Regions from separate parts of the Sus scrofa genome. Here all the other regions are linked to region 3. A link is a contact called in public Hi-C and HiChIP or PLAC-seq data. All regions are on one chromosome and are shown on one strand. The core of a region is the stretch at or near the end of the contact, and the rest is flanking DNA. Distances in the headings are between cores, read along the strand shown.

Region 1 (4,734 bases), core at 333-2,832, 350 kb before region 3:
TGAATGTTACATGTGAAAATATACAAATTTTGTTTGATCTTATGTTCCTTAACAATGTAACATTATTGAAAGAATACAAATTTTACAGTGAGATAGATCAGGGTTTGAATTCTGACTTTGACAATTACTAGCCTCGTGAATCTGGCCAGTTAATTTCTCTGATTTTTAGTTTCCTCAAGGGAAATATACAACCAGTTTGTAGGGCTGTTACAAGGATTTGAGATATATACAGGGTAGGTGATCAATGAACCTTATAGACGGTAGGTTACTCAAGGTAAAAGAAAACTAATGCTTAGAAAACTGATGTGGGTGTACTAGTTGGATAGAAGATTGTAACACTGGGTCTCAATCTCAATAACCACTTCTCTTATTTCATCTACATGTTAAACAATTATAAACTGCTTGCTCTTTCCCCCACCTTTCCACAACACTTGAAATAAGGACAGAAAGAGACAGCAATAAAAAAAAAAATACAGTCCTTTTAAAAAATGCATATAGAGATAACACCTCAATGAAAGCTCTCCTAATCCCCACCAAAAGAAAAAGCCTGCTTAAAGAGTTTGATTTCATTTACCATGAAGAAAAGAACAGTACCACCATTTACCCATTTGATCCCGTTTCTTCCTCACACTGTCATAGCATATTTCAAAGCAACATATTACTTATTGCTATTAAAGTGTTACGGATTTGCTTTTCTATGGTAAAGCCCCTTTGCATTTACTGGAATGCTGCAGGTTACTTTAGCTAAAAAATCCAGGAGCATAAACCTTGTTCACTGCAATAAAATCACTTTAATAATATTCTAATCTTGGAATGCAGTTATAGAGACAGATGATGGCCGCTGAGTGCTACTCACAAACAAAAATGGCTCTTATACAATCTTAGGGATGCAAAAAACCTTAGCATCTGAAAATGTTTTAAAAAATCCCCACATTCTGCCAGCCTCTTTTACATACCTGAGAATTTTCTTAGGTATCTGTGATGGAGAAGAGTGACTTCTTTTCTTCTTCTCTGAGTCCTGTAGTAACCCATCCTCCATTCCACTCCTCTCTGTGACTGCTGACTGCTCTGCCCTGGCTTTGCCCTGATCCACACTGAGCTGGCCTTGGGCAGGCTCACACCTGTACATGAAGACAATGGCTGGCTTCTCGTTGGATTCCCCCTTTGCTTCTGTGAACCAGTGGTGGCGCTGAACTGGAGGAGGGGGCAGCATGTGGATGACCGTGCCATCCAGGCCCACCAGCTTCCCTTTCTCTCGGTCTTTCTCTTTGTCTTCTTCCTCATCTGTTTTCCGACGGCGGAAGAAACTTTTAAATGATATCCAGCGTTTAGGTTTTGTATCAGCTGCCCGTCTGCTGCCTTCTGAGTGCAGAACTGATTCAGCTTCTGTGGACCTGGTAGGGCTGGTTGGCTTGGTCCAGTTGGTGAAATGCCTCTGCAAAAGGTTACTTGCGTGGTAAGGGGAGGATGTAGAGCGTGGTGGGGGAAAGGGAGGTGGTGGCTCATTTGGGGGGTTAGTCACTAATTTGGAGGGGGGAGTGGTGACTGGCTTCATGAGTGGATCTTTCTGTACTTTGGTGGTAGGACTTTCTGTGGTCTGAGGTGCTGCTTCAGTCTCACTACTGGGCTGGGATGTGAAGAGAGATTTGGGCCGGGCCGGTGTGCTCTTAGGTGTGCTCTTAGCAACACTGGCATCGGGAGGAACTGCATAAAGCTCTTCCACGCTGCAAGCTTTAGGGCCAGACTGGGGCATTTCTGGAGGAGACTGTGGGGGTTGGATAGAAGCTACAATCTGAGAAAGCACTGTGCTCGCTTTCTCCCTGGTGCTGCTGCTGTTGCTCACGACCTGAGACTCCTGAGTGCTTTCTGTTTTGGCCACAGGTTCTTGAGTGGTTCTCTGGGGCTTTGTTGGGGAGCTGTGGCTGGAACTATAGCTTCTCTGCGGTGAAGACTGACCTCTGTTAAGACAGCTGTTAAACTCCTGAACCTTCTGAGCCACTGAGCCCCTTTTACGCTCTGTGCTGTTTGAAAACCCTTTAGCTTGGGGACATTCAGTGGGTTTGTTAGTGGTGTTATCAGACACTTTGCTTTCAGTTTCTATTTCTTCATAAGTATGGCTTATTACACTTGTGGTTTTTTCCTTCACTGAAAGTTCTCCACTTGTTCCGAGAAAACTTTTGTAAATGGCTAGATTGTCATATGCATTTGGATTGATGACAATGGGAACTTTGATAGCATTTTTGGAGCTCCGAGCATAAGTTGGCTCATCATGAATGATAATTGGAAAAGGTGGCATACCAGCATTGTTATAACTATTAAATTTTATTTCAGACAAATTAGGTGACTTAACAGGGATAGTTTTGGAGGAAATGTTTGTAGCCGTGGGTGAAGTAGGTGCCGATTTGTGACAGTTTTTCCTTGGAGGGACATTTGGTCCGGCCCCACCGCTAATTAATTCTACTTTAGGTATCTTCTGTCGTGGACTGGTACTGGAAGTCCAGACTTCCTGGTAGCGGATTGCACTGGATTTTTGGAAATGGGCACTTACTTGTCCTGATGTCAATGCAGGGGATGTCACTGGAGAGTTAGGAGTAGAAGATGAGCTCTTCGTTTTGGGGCTGGTAACGGGGCCCTCGAGGTGCTCACTGGCCATGGCTGCTGACACATCCACGACAGTGTAAGGCTTGCACAATGGCTGCTCCAGATTCACTACTCGGTATGGCTTTGCTTGCTCTTCTACAGGAACGAGGTTTATAGTTACTGCTTGCCCAGCAATATCTGTAGAGGCTTTACTTTCTTGCTTCTCAGTCTGAACGGCAATCTTGCCATCTTTCTCTTCTAATCGGAGAGCAAGGACCGCTTTGTGTGTCTCTGGAACTTTTACTGAGCTTTTGGATGCTTGTGCTGAGGTCTTCTCCTGATTATTACCACTGGGGCTTTCACAATTGGGCTCACTTTCCTTCATGTCCTTAGAATCCCCCAGGTTACCGGGAGATAGTCCCCCATTACAAACCTTCTGGGATAAACTACTGGCTGTCTCGGACCGTGATTCTTCTGTTAAAGAGGAATCTGGGGATGTGGAGTCAGATGACACCATGCTCTGAATGCTTCCTGGTCCATAGGAGACCACAGAATTCTCTTCATAACCATTCAGGATTTCATCATAACTGTCATCATAGTCGACAGCACAGATTCTCTGAAGAGATTTATTTCGCAGGGGGACAGTATTCCATTTTTTGTCCACAAAGAATCGAACAGGAGACAAAGTGTTTGCCCTAAAGTTGGCAAAGCGAGGTTGCCCTCTCATACGAATCTCCATGGCCAGCAGCTCTTCATCACTCTCATCCCAGCTCTCATGCTCCTCCTCCATGTTACTGAAAAGCGCATCTTCCTCACTCTCTTCGCCACTAGAAAACTCTGGGTAACAGAATCGGCCTCCTTCATTACTGATCACTTCTGTGCTTCCACTCAGAATAACATGCTTGCCCTGAGTATCCCTTATCCCGCCCATCATGCAACTTGGCGGAAGCTTTCTTTCCAGTGATCGCTTATAGCAATCATTTATTCTTCCTAAGAAGGTTTCTCTGGAGTTTGTTTCATTTCCTTTTACCTGAGGGGTGGTATCTAAGCCTGCTATCTCCTTCAACACTTCAGTTAGTCCATTATTGTTATTTGATACCTTCTTTGCACTATCATTATTGTCATAAGGCTTAGGAACATGGCTAAATCCTTCAATATCATCTTCATTATTATTGTTAAGTGGTTTCTTATTCAAGGCCGTTCTGTTTCGATTCCATCCTATGATGACAGGTTTGTTCTCACAGTTTTCTTGGATACTAAGCTCTCCACACACACTTTGCCCATCTGCCACCATCATAGTGGGCTTCACAGCTATAGTTGGCTTTTTAGCCACAGGAGGCCGGAAATTTCCGGTGTTCCTGATTCGGTGGTTGTTACTATGGTTGGCATTAGTTTTATTGCCATGGGTGATGGGTGCCTTTTCAGGGTCTGGGGGGAGCTGGTGTAAGCTTTTAGGTTTAAAGCAGTTCTTGCATTCACCAGGTTTCCAAACGTGTTCAGTAAAGGTGTTACAAGCAGACATTTTTAAATACAGAACTTCACAGACAATGCTTTCCTTTCAGTGCATGGCAAAATTTTCATCTGTTAGTTTTCACCTCCCCTCTGTTTCATAGCAGCTTTTGTAAGTGTGATCAATCTGTTGGGGGGGGGAGAGAAGAAGAAAATCTGAATGGAAAAGGCACTATGAGGCTTATCGTGATGAATGATTTGAAAAAAATTGGCTCCATTCCTAAATTTTTCTTAGGTTAAAAGAGAGACAACTAATTTGGGTACTTTATGTACTCTCCTTGGCCAATCAGTATTTTGGAATGTTAGGGTTTTTTTTTTTTTTTTAATTTTCTTTAAGGCTGCACTTGTAGCATATGGAAGTTCCTGGGCTAGGGGTTGAATTGGATCTGCAGCTGCCAGCCTACGCCACAGCCACAGCCAAGCTGGATCCAAGCTACATCTGTGACCTATGCTTATGGTAATGCCAGATCCTTAATCCATGGAGCTAGGCCAGAGATCAAACTCGCATCCTCAAGGACACTATGTCAGGTTCTTAACCCGCTGAGCCACAATGGGAACTCCCAAGCCTTCAGACCATTCTTTTTTTTTTTTTTTTTTTTTTTGTCTTTTTTGCTATTTCTTGGGCCGCTCCTGCGGCATATGGAG
Region 2 (4,092 bases), core at 818-3,317, 260 kb before region 3:
GCACATACGAAGTGCTCAACAAATATTAGTTTCCTTCTCTAATCTCCTAAACTTTAGGGGAATACAGAACGTTTCCTCGCCTTTTACTTTATTGGAAAGATTCCTTAAATTAAATACACAGGGCCCTGGTCCTCAACTTCAGTTATAAGCACCTGTGCAACAACTAAACCTAAATAAAATGAGGAGCAGTGTGACATAATGAAAAACAAATGGGGATTTGAGTCAACACACCTGCATTTGAATCCCAGTTTGACTATCTAAGAGCTTTTGACCTTGACAAGTTTACCAAACCTCTCAAGCTTCTTAACTGAAAATGAGACTGTTACCTAGCTTTTCATCATTCTCTTGTTCATATTCACAGACATCACAAATACTTAGAGGCATATCTCTGTCTCTTCCATACTAACACAAAGTTCAAAATGATAAGATCCGATGCTGCAATAGATTAGATTAGAATAAACATGTTACACGAAGAAAAGAAAAAGTACAAACCCAGTTTAACTGGTTTCAACTCTAGGCATTCTGTCATTTCTTCCTTTTCTTTCCTTAGAAATGGACCTCAAATATTCTTTTCCTAGGGGAAGATGCAAAGTGGGGAATATGTATTAGTGAAGGTCATTTGAATCACACTTCAAAACTGAGCATTCTTTAATTTCCCATAAGGCAGTACTTACCATAAACCAAACCCGTTCAATTTAATGGACTTGTTTTTAAGTGATAAAATAACCAAGAGGTATTTTAGTTTAGAAAATATTACAGGTTTAAATAGCCAAAAAATAACTTTATCTCAAAAAGTTACTTTCAATCAATAACAATACTTTGTTAAAGATAACTACTCAGGATGGGATTACACAAAACACTGTAGTTCATCACAATATGCAAAAATACTTCTGGAGCTATAATTCTTAATCTTTTGAGTGATGGGTGAATGGTAAAGTATACAAAACTATGAGAAAGAGATCAAGCTCTGAACTGCAAACTCAGAAAAATGCACATATATGCATCATACTTCACATATAATTTTAGTTGAGTCATGAAACAGTCATGTATCCTGTGGATCTCTAAAACTCCAAGCAATCGCTGTTTTTGAGTTTTTCGAAATAATGGACACAGGATTTTCAAACCTTAAGCAATTTAGCAGTCATCCGCAAAACTGCTAACAGAAAAATGAGGAAATAGGCCCCCAGAAAGACAAAAAGAATTAAGTAAAACCTACTGCACTCAGGACAAGAGGTGTCCAACTACCACTCCAATCCACACAAGATTGACAATGCAGAATTTAGTATAAATCAGTGTTTTGGGGTCAGAGTAATTATCACAATACAACCAAAATAGGATACCTACAAGCAGTCTTTTGGTCTAAATACATAATAGCTCATCAATGGTAGTTAAGAAAATGAAATTTGGAATTATGTAGGCATGTGAAAAAGTCAATCAGGTCACTTAATCTTTCTCATCCTCGGGTTCTTCAAAACAAAATGGAAAAATAAAACCTATCACTGGAGGATTATTTTAAGGATAAAATCAGATAACATGTACCAAGTATTTAACATAGTGTCAAGTACACAGTAGATGCTCATGAAATGGTATGAATTAAAAAAACATTTCCAGGGTTCCTGTTGTGGCTCAGCAGTAATGAACCCAACTGGTATGCATGAGGACACAGGTTTGATCCCCTGCCCCACTCAGTGGGTTAAGGATCTGGTGTTGCCATGAGCTGTGGTGTAGGTGACAGACATGGCTCGGATCTGGCATTGCTGTGGCTGTGGTGTAGGCTGCCATCTGCAGCTCCGATGCGACCCCTGGCCTGGAAACCTCCATATGCCACACCTGTGGCTCTAAAAAGACAAAAACAAAATTCCTGTAAAGTCATGGAATTGGGTAAAATATGAAATAAAATCTAAAGTAACTGAGATGCTTTCTAGCCAAACAAAATAAGTAGCTACCATTTACTGAGTATCTATTTACTATACTATTCAAGCTGTTACTGAGGATACAAAAAGGATTAAGTTGTCCTCCTTTCAAGGGAAATTAAGCAAAGACAGAGCTTTTTCCTTCTCAGTTTCAGTCTTGGGTTCCTCTTTTTCCTTTCCTCTTAGAGCTCAGCTTTCTGTCCACTTCACACTCTACCCACATGGACTGAGAGGACCCTCACATGAACACCTCTAATCCCAACTTTTCACCTGAGTCTCACACTTTTACGTCCTGTATGTTTCCCCCTGAAAGTACCATAGGTACAATATATATAAAACTTTCCCTAACATCCCTTCCTTCTCAACAGCACTTAAGACATTCAAAAGTCTGACAGTAATCCCATTTCACCAGTCGCCTTAAATGTCTGATTGATTTTTAAACACTTTGCACATCTATTTCCAAAACTTCACTCCTATTAATAGTATCCAAAATCCTGGTCATTATCTGGATGACCAGATCAGTAATTTAACAGGTCTACCCACCTTTTCTATTGCCTTACCTCAAAATCATTTACCATACTGCCATAGAATTGATCAGTCTAAAATGAAAATCTCAGGAGGGCTCCAATTAAGATGGATGAATAGAAGGATGGGGAACTCACCTCTCTCCACAAATACATTAAAAAATAGGTCTATATGTGCAATAGTTCTCACAAAATACCTACTGAACGCTGGCAGAAGACATCAGACACCTAAACATGTAAGAAAGATCTCCACATAACCAGGGAGGAAGATAGAAAAATAAATAAATAAATTGAAAATCTTTCCATGCCCTGTGTATGTCAAATCCTTCAATCATAGAATCCTTCAATGGTAATCCTTCTATTACCCCCAGAAGAAAGTCCAACTTCATCCAAAAAATAAATGCCCAAGTATCACATATAAAGTCTTCAATGCTATCTCTTCAGCTTCATTTCCTATCTCCCATTTCATCACCCTACAGCCATCCTGAACTATTTGTCAAGCTTCATGCTTTTCTCTTTGCTAATATCAACTTACACACTTTGCACAAAGAGGAAATTCCTACTGGTTCTTTAAGATTTAGGGCCAGGGTCACCTCCTCCAGAGTATACTTCCCTACCCCACCAAGCTCACACATCATCACAACAAGCTTTGTTAAACTGAACTGAAACTAGAGAACTAACGACAAAGTGGCAAAAAACTTATACATACAAAGCCAGTGAGAAGGGAAACTAGACGGATTTTAGCGTTTCTTTGGAGAAAATGTCTTGATCTGGGGCTATGAGAAGTAATTGTTCACAGATTGTTGAAGAAAGGAAATTAAAGTATTTGAGTGAGAAAAACAGTTGTAAATGATCACATTTAGAGGAGAAATGTGTAAAATAATACTGGAGGGACAGTAAACAGCAAATATAACCTCACGAACGTAGCCATCCATATAAAAAGATTTATAGAGCACAACCAATAAATCACTAAAGATTTTCAGTTTTCTCAGAAACTATATGACACAGTTGCCATTTACAGATACTACCTCACACTTGAACTTGAGAGATTTTAGTTTAGAAAGATATTTTCATCTTTTAGTTGACAGAGTGCATTTTTATACGTTAGAAAAGGTACTCTCATCCCACTTAATTAGCATGTACTGAAGAACTTTTCATAAAATCCTGACATTATAACATATCTCTACATGGCACAATAGTTTACTGAAATTGGAATAAGCTAAAACAGACTCTCTCAGGGCAAAGGCTAGTTAATCTCATTAAATAATCTTTAACATTAGAACATTCAGTTGTTCCATATCAGCGGGGGAAAATGAAAATATAGTAAGCTTAAGACCAATTCACAGATGAATTCAACTATAAATATTTTGCTTTCTGAATGCAAAATGAAAGAATATCAATCCTCAAACTTAAATACACTAGTCATAGTACAGAAGAATAGACCTACAAGCCATTCCCTTATGAAGAGTGAAGATTCAGGTTATCTACCAAAGAATAAGAAGAGGAAAAAATGCTATCCTCTCTGAGCACACAAAATCTCTTGCTTGCAGTAAAGACAGAGAGGATTCACCTTAACCACCCAATAGTCAGAAGAGGGTCAAGTTAGAAGAGTACGTAGAAAAAGTAAACTAGCCATCCCAAATAGAAACATCTCA
Region 3 (4,280 bases), core at 906-3,405:
ATGCTCACATGCGTATAGACTCAATCGTTGATAAACACATTCAAGGGCAAGGTTATTTGCCCTATTTTATAAACACAGAAAATGAAATGCAGAGGGGCTGGGAATATCCCAAAGCCTCAGAGGTCTGGAGGCTTCAGCGTGTATTTCTCTGTAACTTTCCTCCCCTGGATAGAAGCAGGGAGGAGTGGAGGGCAGGCTGATGCCCCAGCAGGTCCCAGAGGGCCTGGGCAAGGCTGCCAGCTTTGGATTAAGCATTCCTCCCCAGCCCTGCTCCAGCCCCAGCCTTGGCAACTACTTGAACTCTGGAGTCCCAGACAAATTGTAGCCCCAAGAGTGAAAGCAACTGTGGGGAGCTTACAAATGTGGGAGGCTCAGCTCTCCCCTCCCCTGCTTCCTCTCCTAAAGGCTGCCTCTGGGTAGGTCAGGGCAGAGCAGCCACTGAGGAACTTCCACCGGGGCCTCCATACACACCAGGGCCTCCTGGGGTCCTTGCTATCCGGAGCCCTGAGAGCCCTGAGAGCCCTGGATATGCCACCTGGACCCCAGCTCCCCTCCTCCTGCAGCCCTCCTCAGCATCTGGTGCCTTCTCCGAATGCCTTGCTGTTGCTCCTAGCAACCAAGCACCCAGCCCCATCCTGCTCTTCCTTCCTCCTCCCTCCCTTCTTTTCCTCTTCCTCCTCCTTCTGCTTCCTCATTCCCATCCTTCCTGCTTCCCCCCACCTGTAGAGATGGTGCTGGAAGGCTCCCCTCCAACCCCGAGCCAGCTGGGCAACCCAGCCAAGCCCCCTGGCCTTTCTGGGTTGCTAATCAGCCAATGATCACAGTCTGTACTTTCTGCCTGCCTGAGGGAGTGGGTACTGCAACTCCAGGACCCAGACCATGTTCCTGGGAAGACTGTCAGGCCGGGCTCTCAGTGCACCCCAGGCACAAAGCCGATGACTATAGAGAAGAGAGTAGACTTAACAGTTAAAGGGAATTTCTCCTTCTCAGTGCTGTTTGAGGTAGTGAGCTTCCCAGAGTTGGAGGCATCCAAGAAGAGGCATTTCCTGTGCTGGTATGGTGCAGGGCAGTGAGCCCTCACTTGGACGGGCTTGAGAAGGAAGTCAGGGAGGGCTCACCCATGTTTTCCCCCACTCTCCTTTTTATCCTCATTTCCTTTCCCCCAACCCCTGACTTGCCAGAACCCTTTAGTGACTCAGCCACTCCCTGGCCCCTGCCCTCCCAGAAACTCCGCCTTTCTCAGCAGGACCCCAGAGAGGGCAGATGGCACTAAGGTGGGGTTTCCCAGGCAGGTCATCCACCCACAGGGCAAGCCCCAGGCTCAGCACAGCTGCTTCAGAGGGGACACCCCAGGGGCCCCATGGAGCCGGGCGGTATGCACCCAACCCCCCACCCCCCACCATGGCCCTAAACACCCAGCCTCCCCGCCAGCCTCCTCAGATCAACATCCATGGCCAACCTGAGGCCCAGGCCCCTCATCACCTCCCTGGGGTCGCATCCCGCTGCTGCCCGCGTAACCCATGCTCCAGCCATACCAAACTCACCATGTACTTGGCCTGTTCTTACTCTTCTCTCCCTGCCTGGAAAGGCTCTTCTCTGCCCTTTGACTCTGCTCAGAGGTCACCTCCCTCAGGAAGCCTGCCCTGACAGCCCCTCCACTCTGCCTCTGCTGGGGTACCCAGCCCTCTGCTTGCTGCCTTACAGCTCCTTCTCCCACTGAGTGCCCACTACCTGTTCCCGCTTTGTCTTTCTCATTGGGCCTCAGTTTCCCTCTTCTCCGATGTGAGAGGGACAGGCCCAGGGTCTTTGAGGATCCTCTGGCTGCTGAGGGCGACTAAGCCTGGGCTGTTAGATAGCCAAAGAGGACAGCCTGCGTCAGCTTTGCCCGCCTCACCCTCCACCCCATCCCCTCTGAGTTTCAGGACCTGGGTGTGACTCACTCACTGTCCGGCCCTCGCTCAGTCCTTCTCCGAGGCCTCAGTGCCTCATCTGCTAAATGGGAAGAATAACTGCTGACACCTGCCTCTTCAGGCCCCGTGAATCCTGAGGCTGGCAGACCAAACATCTCTGACAGCATCAGCCATAACCCAGGCTGACACAGGGAACAGCTCTGGCTTGGCCGCCGCCCCCTTCCGGACAGCCCAGGCCTTGGGCTCAGGGGTCCCTGGGGCTCTGCTGCCCTCCAGTGGCTGGAGGCCCCTGGGCACTTAGAACCGGTGAGCTTCTGGCTAATTCATCTGGCATCTGACTCAACCTAAGACAGAGGGAGACGCCAAGGCCCAGAGGTGGAAGGGACCTGTTGTTGTTGGAGGTCAAGCAGCAAGTCGGGGGCAGTTTCTGGACCAGAACCTGGACCTCCTGGCTCCCAGCACTTCCAAGCCCAGGGCGGGTCTGTTCCTCTTGCATCAGACTGACAGAAGAGGGAGCCGCTACCTCACCTGCCCAAACTGCCTCACCCGGGGCGCAGTGGGGGGGACCCCAAGTGTGGTTGGCTCCACCCTGCCAGTCTCTCTGAAAAGGGTTCGTCCTGCCGACCCAGGGGTCATCCCCAACTGGGGCTGGGGGTGGCCTGTAACCGCTGGGAGGGGTGCCTTAACCCCCTCCCTCTTGATTAATCAAATACTTAAAATAATGGCCTCAGTCATGATTGATGGACAGAGCATAGCTAATTACCCTGGAGATTAAAATGACTGTTTCTGTTTAAAAAGGCTGCAAATGAGTTAATTATTTCCTTTGCTCACCTCTCTAACCTCGTTACACTTCTAAATGAATAGCAATATTGATCTTGGAACTGATTTTGGTGTTACACCGCCCGAGCGGGTTTAATTAGGGTTTGAAAATGCTGCAGTGCCTCCTCCTTCTGACCGAGGAAATTAGCCTTGGGTTTTACTTACATTTCACAGCCGTGTCCTCACAGACAGAAGGGCTGGAACACCGGACAGTGATGCCTGATGCCCGCCAGCCCCTGTCCTGCCCTGGCTCCCAGCACCCTCCCACCCAGAGCAGCACTAACCATCTCCTGCCTGTCGCCTCTCAGGAAGATGTGGCAGCAAGGTCATTGGAGTCAGCTAGTTTAGCCTCTTCTGGTCACACTTGGGGGCTTGGGGGTTCAGACATGAGAAGGAAGGGCCTGGCATCACTTAGTGAGGTGGGGGCACGTCTGGGACCAGAAACTCTCACGAATTCCCAGCTCTAGACCTTGATGGCTCCCTGGCTAAATAAATACATCTTCTCTAGATCCCTAAAGAGCCCCCGTTTTCAGCTCTCCTAGGACCACATGGAACAAAGGCTGCCAGCAGGAATGAAGGTCGGAAACACAGGAGGAGCAGGGGCAGGGGACCAGGAGCCCTACCCTGGTTGATTATGATATGTTGCTACAGGCAAGACAGCCAGGGGGCTGTGGGACAAAAGCAGCACTGCATTCAAGCCATGGGGACAGTAGGAGCCCAGCGTTCATAGCTGATCTGCCCAGGGAAATCTAGGGGCCAGGTCATGTGCCCGACCTGATCAGCAAGGAAGGGATGTAGATTTGAGAATGAGAGACTCCTGACTGAACCTGACCCCAGTCCCAGACGAGTCCTGCTCATACACCGAGTCCTGACCCTTCTCACACATGGAGCCCCGAACCTGGAAACATACTGTGCCCCCACCTTGGTCACACATGGAACTCCGACCCTGGTCATGTGGAGCCCAAACCTGATCAGACTCAGAGCCCTGACCCTGGGCACATGTGGAGACACCACCTTGGTCACACTAAGAGCTTTGAACCTGGAGTCCAGACTTGGGCACACACAGAGGCCTGACTCCGCACACCCTGAGCCCTTACTTACCCTGGTCAGACATTGAGCCCTGACTCTCCTCACAGATGGAGCCCTGACCTCCTCCTGCACTGAGCCTCAACTCTGCTGCGACACTGAACCCTAACCTCCTCACACGGAGCCCCCACCCTGGTCACACATGGAGCCCCTGCCCTGGAGCCCTGACCCAGTAACAAACAGAGCCCCTGGTCTCCTCACACACGGAGCCCTGATCCTCTTCACAAATGACGTCCCAACCTTCTTCACACACAGACCCCTGACCCTCCTCACACATGGAGCCCCGGCCTTCTCAAATCTGAAGCCTTGACTCTCCTCACACATGGAGCCCCAAGCCGCCTCACATGGAGACCCCACCCTGGTCACACGTGGATCCTGGACCCTGGTCACAGATGGAGCCCTGACCCTCCACGCATGGAGCCCCCACCCTGGAGACCTGACCCAGTAACTAACAGAGCCTCAAGC

The links. Hi-C and Micro-C count contacts between places; a contact is called where the count stands out from the background. HiChIP or PLAC-seq counts read pairs in DNA pulled down with a chosen protein or histone mark.
Region 1: a Hi-C map of retroperitoneal adipose tissue shows a contact between it and region 3, with 3 times the contacts expected there. The contact joins two enhancer-like sites. A contact is called at or near these places in 17 of 47 Hi-C or Micro-C datasets (alveolar macrophages, embryonic fibroblasts, fetal heart ventricle and 9 more) and 2 of 2 datasets of contacts at active chromatin or transcription factors (alveolar macrophages and skeletal muscle).
Region 2: an H3K27ac HiChIP or PLAC-seq map of alveolar macrophages shows a contact between it and region 3. The contact joins two enhancer-like sites. A contact is called at or near these places in 1 of 47 Hi-C or Micro-C datasets (embryonic fibroblasts) and 1 of 2 datasets of contacts at active chromatin or transcription factors (alveolar macrophages).

What each region holds. Positions count from the first base shown.
Region 1 is chr7:57,277,484-57,282,217 of Sscrofa11.1, forward strand. It overlaps PEAK1 (pseudopodium enriched atypical kinase 1), which reads right to left. Exons shown (of 6, transcript NM_001244188.1): 3 at 957-4,216. The coding sequence starts at 4,102. Among named protein-coding and RNA genes, the nearest start is that of TSPAN3, 92 kb to the left of the region's middle. Within about 2 kb of position 1,583, at least 18 of the 83 cell types and tissues checked have an H3K27ac peak or open chromatin away from gene starts, as enhancers often do. A contact at or near this core is called in alveolar macrophages, liver, omental adipose tissue and 1 more, where this site is marked.
Region 2 is chr7:57,366,559-57,370,650 of Sscrofa11.1, forward strand. It overlaps PEAK1 (pseudopodium enriched atypical kinase 1), which reads right to left. Exons shown (of 6, transcript NM_001244188.1): 2 at 493-574. Among named protein-coding and RNA genes, the nearest start is that of PEAK1, 76 kb to the right of the region's middle. Within about 2 kb of position 2,068, at least 3 of the 83 cell types and tissues checked have an H3K27ac peak or open chromatin away from gene starts, as enhancers often do. A contact at or near this core is called in alveolar macrophages, where this site is marked.
Region 3 is chr7:57,622,671-57,626,950 of Sscrofa11.1, forward strand. No RefSeq gene overlaps it. Among named protein-coding and RNA genes, the nearest start is that of HMG20A, 120 kb to the left of the region's middle. Within about 2 kb of position 2,156, at least 25 of the 83 cell types and tissues checked have an H3K27ac peak or open chromatin away from gene starts, as enhancers often do. A contact at or near this core is called in alveolar macrophages, liver, omental adipose tissue and 1 more, where this site is marked.